Linked DNA regions of Ovis aries: region 1 is linked to region 2. The links are chromatin contacts, called in public Hi-C maps. All regions are on one chromosome and are shown on one strand. The core of a region is the stretch at or near the end of the contact, and the rest is flanking DNA. Distances in the headings are between cores, read along the strand shown.

What was found. Hi-C and Micro-C count contacts between places; a contact is called where the count stands out from the background.
Region 1: a contact with region 2 is called in a Hi-C map of liver, with 3 times the contacts expected there. The contact joins the enhancer-like site here to the promoter of ARL4D in region 2. A contact is called at or near these places in 3 of 16 Hi-C or Micro-C datasets (liver, mixed tissues and tail adipose tissue).

The regions. Positions count from the first base shown.
Region 1 is chr11:43,130,414-43,133,366 of ARS-UI_Ramb_v3.0, reverse strand. No RefSeq gene overlaps it. Among named protein-coding and RNA genes, the nearest start is that of DHX8, 27 kb to the left of the region's middle. Within about 2 kb of position 1,451, at least 2 of the 54 cell types and tissues checked have an H3K27ac peak or open chromatin away from gene starts, as enhancers often do. A contact at or near this core is called in liver, where this site is marked.
Region 2 is chr11:43,087,489-43,090,321 of ARS-UI_Ramb_v3.0, reverse strand. It overlaps ARL4D (ADP ribosylation factor like GTPase 4D), which reads right to left and starts at 1,304. Exons shown (of 2, transcript XM_027974466.2): 1 at 1,223-1,304; 2 at 1-982. The coding sequence starts at 552.

The DNA.
Region 1 (2,953 bases), core at 202-2,701, 43 kb before region 2:
GCCCTCTTGGGATGAAAGTATGGGAAATGCTTACACTAAAAAATTCACTGTTCATCTGAAATTTAAATTGAGCTGGAAAGACTGTATTTCAATATATTAATTCTGGCAACTCTATTCCAAGAATACTGTTTATAGTTCAGAAACACCTTAAGTGTCAGTTAACAGGGAACTTGTTAAGTAAATTATAGAAAATCCAAACAATGGGAAATCATTACCCAAAAAATAATAAAGTAGATCTATATGGTGATTTAGAATTATTTCTACAATGCAGAGTTAGGTAAAAAGAGGGACGTTCAAAATAGTATACAAGTTATCTCACCATCTGGTGAAGAAAAAGAAATATGGAGACATGTACATATGTGTTCATCAAAGCGCAGATTCTCTTGGGAAGGTGCCCAGAGATGGATAACTGCTTGCTTCTGCAGAAAGAGAACAAGAAAACTTGGGGGAAACAACAGTACCCTTCAGTACTTTGAATTTTGAAATAAATCCATATATTACTTATTTTAAAACAACTTCTTCTGGGCTTCCCTCATATCTCAATGGGTAAAGAATCTGCCTGTAATGCAGGAGACCTGGGTTTGATCCCTGGGTCAGGCAGATTGCCTAGGGAAGGAAATGGCAACCCACTCAGTATTCTTGCCTGGAGAATCCCATGGACAGAGGAGCCTAGCAGGCTACGGTCCCTGGGGTCGCAAGGGTCAGACACGACTTAGCAGCTAAACCACCAAACAACTTCTTTTACCTGTGTGTGTGTTTTAAGATATTTTGACTGGCAGGGTTGTACGATTCTTGGAAAGAGTTACCATAGGCTCCCAGAGGGCCTTCGACACAATTTCAGAACGGTTCAGGAGGCAGGAGAAAGGACACAACGACCTTGGAGGGTCACTCAAGTTCAACATCAAAAACCAAGGCATACCTGTAGGACCAGGTACATAATTTTCGGGACCTAATACAACATGGCGTGCTGCGATTCATGGGGTCGCAAAGAGTCGGACACGACTGAGTGACTGAACTGAACTGAACTGAATATAACATGGCAACCCCTTGTTCATAAATTATTAAGAATTCCAAAAATGGTAATAGCAGAGCTTTAAATCAAGTATGAGTTCCTTTTACATACAAACAGAGAAAACCCACACCACAAGTGCTGGTGGATTTCTTCGAATAAGGACACTGGGAACATAATTCCTCACACAGCTATTTTCCACACTCACCACTGCTCCAGTCATGAGATCAGAAGTGAAACCAAAGGAATAAAATAAGTATTAATCAAAGCCAACCGTTAATAAAAGGGGTCTAAGGGTCAGTGTGACAGGCAGAACATTAGAACTCAGATAGCTCTAGGCTCTTCCTGGACAAATTACACAAACTGCTGTCAGAGGTGTCCCAAGGTTCACACAAAATATGCCTTCTGGCCCATTTAACTCCCATTTCCCGGCAGTAAATTATTAACTGAACAAGGTCGAGCTGGTACAGCTGTTGCCCTAACACAGGCCTGACATCTACATGGAAGACCGCTTGATAATTTGTAGTGAAAGTGACCTGCACTAAATCCATCTCTCCCTGAACTGCAAGGGAAGAATCCTGGATACAGCATCCAGCCTCCATTTGGAACCGGTACGAGTCCCCATCAAGGGACTGCAAGGTGACCCTGCAGCCCCAGAGCAGCACCTCATAACCCAGCAGTCAGAGACCTTGTGAGGCCAAGGACGCCAGAGGGAGGCCTCCAGTGGGTGAGAAGGAAAAAGGAGGAAGTCGGGAAAGGAAAGAGAGAGACTCTGGTAGAAGAGAGTACCAGCTGAAGAGGGAGGGATGAAACGAGCAAGAGGGAAGAAATAACAAGCTTTCAGACAAAATCTGTGGTTCCTCAGCCTCCTCACTACCACCATCTCAGCTTCTGGAAGTCCTTCCGGTTCTTGAGGCTCGGCTCAAAGGGCACTTCCTCCAGGGAGCTTTCACTGATCGCCACAAAACCATTTTACTACAAAAAGAAATAATAACATTGATGAAGAGTGTACCATGTGCCAGCTGCATCATCCCATTTAATCCCCTCAACCCTTTGAAGTAGACACTATCGCTACCCTAGTTTTTCAAAGAAACCAAGGTACAGAGAGGTTTAGTAACCTGCCCAAGGTCACACAGGTGGAAGATGATAAAGCTAGAACCAGAAAGTCTGACTCTAGAGCTCTCACTTTTCACCACTCAGTGCTACCATTTCCTTCTTCTGCCCCATCTGTGCCCTCCTGTGGCTCAGACTTTGCTTGTGGTTCAAATTTCGCCTCTCTAGCTCCCGTCTCTAGGACACTGTCTCACCCATACCCCTGTTCCTCCAGGAACCCAACCAATATCTAGCACATAGTAGGTACTCATGAGAAGTGAAGTTGCTCAGTCGTGTGCATCTCTTTGCTATCCCAAGGACTGTAGCCTACCAGGCTCCTCCATCCATGGAATTTTCCAGGCAAGAGTACTGAAGTGGGTTGCCATTTCCTTCACCAGGGGATCTTCCCAACTTGGGGGTCTCCTGCATTGTAGGCAGACACTTTACCACTGAGCCTCCAGAGAAGCCCAGTAGGTACTCAGTAAATATCAATTTCCTTTCTTTCTCTCATCAGACACACGTACAAAAAAGTACAGCAAACAGTTGGACATGGCTGAGCAACTGAGCACACACACACAAGCTACAGACAGGGAGAAAATATTTACAAATCACATACCCAACACAGGATTCATATCCAGAATGTATAATGAACTCTCATAACTGAACAATAAGAAAACAGGCAACTTGATTTAAAAAGGAACAAAAGGACTTCCCTGGTGGTCCAGAGGTTAGGAGTCCGCCTGCTAACACAGGGGATACAGGTTCATCCCTCCTTCGAGAAGATTCCACACACCACACGGCAATTAAGTCCATGTGCCACAACTACTGAAGCTCACATGCCTAGAACCCGTG
Region 2 (2,833 bases), core at 55-2,554:
CTCATACAGGCGCTCCAGGCCTGGCTGCAGGCCCAGCCCATCCACAGCACTGCAGCCCTGCACGTGGGTGAGTGTGGCAGTAGCCAGCTCCCGGACTGCCAGCCTCTTCTCCACCTCGGCGGCGCTCAGTGCCCCGGGCTGATCCTGTTTGTTGGCCAGGACCAGCACAGGCACACCCTGGTTGTCCGAGGCCCGGCTGATTCGGTGGAGCTCCACCTTGGCCTCCTCCAGCCGCTCAGCCTCAGCAGCATCCACCACAAACACCAGGCCATCTGTCCGGCGTGTGTAGGAGCGCCAGAGCGGTCGAAGCTTCTCCTGCCCACCAACGTCCCACACTTGGAAGGTGATGCCACGGGACCCCCCCAGGGGCACCCGGATCTTCTCTGTGTTGAAGCCTTTGGTGGGGATGCTCTGGACAAACTCTTTGAACTTGAGGCGGTAAAGAAGGGAGGTCTTTCCAGCTGAGTCCAGCCCAATGACCACAACATGCAGGGCCTGGAAGTGGGGCAAGAAGGAGGTGGTGGGCGCCATCTCAGTCAAGTGGTTCCCCATGTTGAACTCTAGCTAAGATGCAGGTCTTGGGGCTCACAGAAGAGGCAGGGAGGAGACCTTGAAATTGCAGGCTTTGGGGATCACAGCTGGGTTATCTGAACAGGGAAAGGTCATGGGAGAAAAGAGGAGGATCATGTTTAATAACAAACATGAAATTTGCAACTTCTTGATCACGTCCGAAATCAGCAGCCCGCTTTTTAAAAATTTGTTTTCTTTTTTTTTTTTTTTTAAGTAGCTGCAGGTATAACAGAGGCTCTCCCCCGTCGCCTGGGGGCCATGACAGGGGCGATGAGACCGAGAGAAACTCCTAGGACACTGAGGTTGGAGAGAGAGGCCTGGATAGGGGGACAGTCAGCTTCCGCGCTTGTGGTGTGGCAGCAGGCACCGCGACCCCAGCTCCCCAGGAGAGAATCCTCGGGGGAACCTGCATCTGGGGGGCAGTGACCCGAAATTAAGAATCAGGGTACGGGTGCTGAAATCGGAGAGAAAGGCCCACTCCCACTCGCCTTCCACAACCCCACGGTTGACACGCCCCTCTTTACACTGAGATCCCCTCCCCAATACCCCGCGACACTGCGACACTCCGCTGCCCGCCTTCCTCCGATCGCCGTCTTCAGCTCCACCGCCCCGTACCCAGACCCCCTCGGCTCGGCCTGAGCAGCGCCTTTACCTCCCGTCAGCCGCGCTCTCCCCGCTCCCCTCCGTGCCAGCCCCGCTAGTATCCACGCCGGTCTCCAGCGCGCGGGCACTGCAGAGCTGACAGGGGCACTCGGCCTTAAAACCCCCATGTGACGTCACGTGGCATGGGCCAATCAGAGGCCCTGCGACAGCGAGGCGGGGCGGAGCGTGGAGATCCGCGGATTACAACCCGGTCCCCACTGTGATGCAACTCTGATCAATTGGTGACCGTTTTATTTGATCTTTTCTACCATTGCCTGTATTTGGAATTAAACTCGGGATTAACCTGGGATGGAAGGTGGAAGGGGCGTGGCAGCGTTTGGCTAGGGAGGAGAGGTGAAGAGCATAATACTCTCAATACCCCCACATGCCTCTCACACAGGCAGCGATATTCAGTCCACGTGTGCGCTTCCTCTGCCAGGGTCTACTCGAGAGATGTTGACAAGTCTTCCTCCTTTATTTTTCCTAATGCAATGGTTTAACCTGTGTGAACCTGGAATCCCATAAAACAGCCTAAACCTATTAGCCCTATTGATCCCCATAACAGCCCAGGAGGTAGGGACTGGTGTGGTCTCGCTACACAGGTGAAGAAAGCTCTGAAGGGCTCAATAACTTGTCTAATGTCGTGCGTGCTCAGTCAAGTCCAACTCTTTGCCACCCCATGGACTGTAGCCTGCCAGGCTTCTCTGTCTATAGAATTTTCCAGACAAGAATACTGAAGTGGGTTGCCATTTCCTTCTCCAGGAGGTCTTCTCAACCCAGGGATGGAACGCTTGTCTTTTGAGTCTTGTGCATTGGCAAGCAGATTCTTTACCACTGGGCCACCTAGAAAGTCCCTGTCTAACATCACACATAGCTAGTAAATGGCTGAGCAAGGATATGTTTGAATCCAGTGCCTCAGCCCCTCACCACTTACCTATTCAGTCTCTCTAAGTCAGGGAGATTATTAGCAGAATTCCCCCAGTTTCTGGTCAGAGTGCCTGCCATAGCAGACCCTACCTTGCTCAAATTGATAAAGGCAAAATTCTTCACTTCACAGGGTGTTTGCTGACTTCATTCATACTGTTTGCGCTGCACGAGCCAAAGAAACTACGAAGACATTGCGGATGTACAGACCACAAATGCCTGGCTTCAGAGGGCTTATACTCTAGTGAGGGAGACAAGACTGGTCACTGACAGGGAACACTGGGACTTTGTAAATCATGAGATAAGCATATGTAAGACTTCAGAGGAGGGAAAGTGTCAACTAGAAGCTCCTGGAAAGGTTTCCAGAAATTAATGAGTACTGTGTAGGACTGATTGGGAGGTGGACAGCACTGCGTGGCATCTCCCCAGTCACTATAGCCTGATTTAATCTGGGCAGCACTGAAGAGGAGATGTCACAAAGGGACAGTGTGACCAGAGGCTAACAGTGATTACCTGCAGGGAGAAAGGTAAAACTGAACGTGGAGAAGGGGATCAAAGGAGAAGCAAATTTTAACTATACTATTTCCATTTTCACAAGGAAGCTGGATTCCTGCATTTATTATGCATCACAATACTAACTTTTTAGAAAACTGTCTGTAAGGGTGATTAGAGAAAAGAGGAAGATGGGGACTTCCCT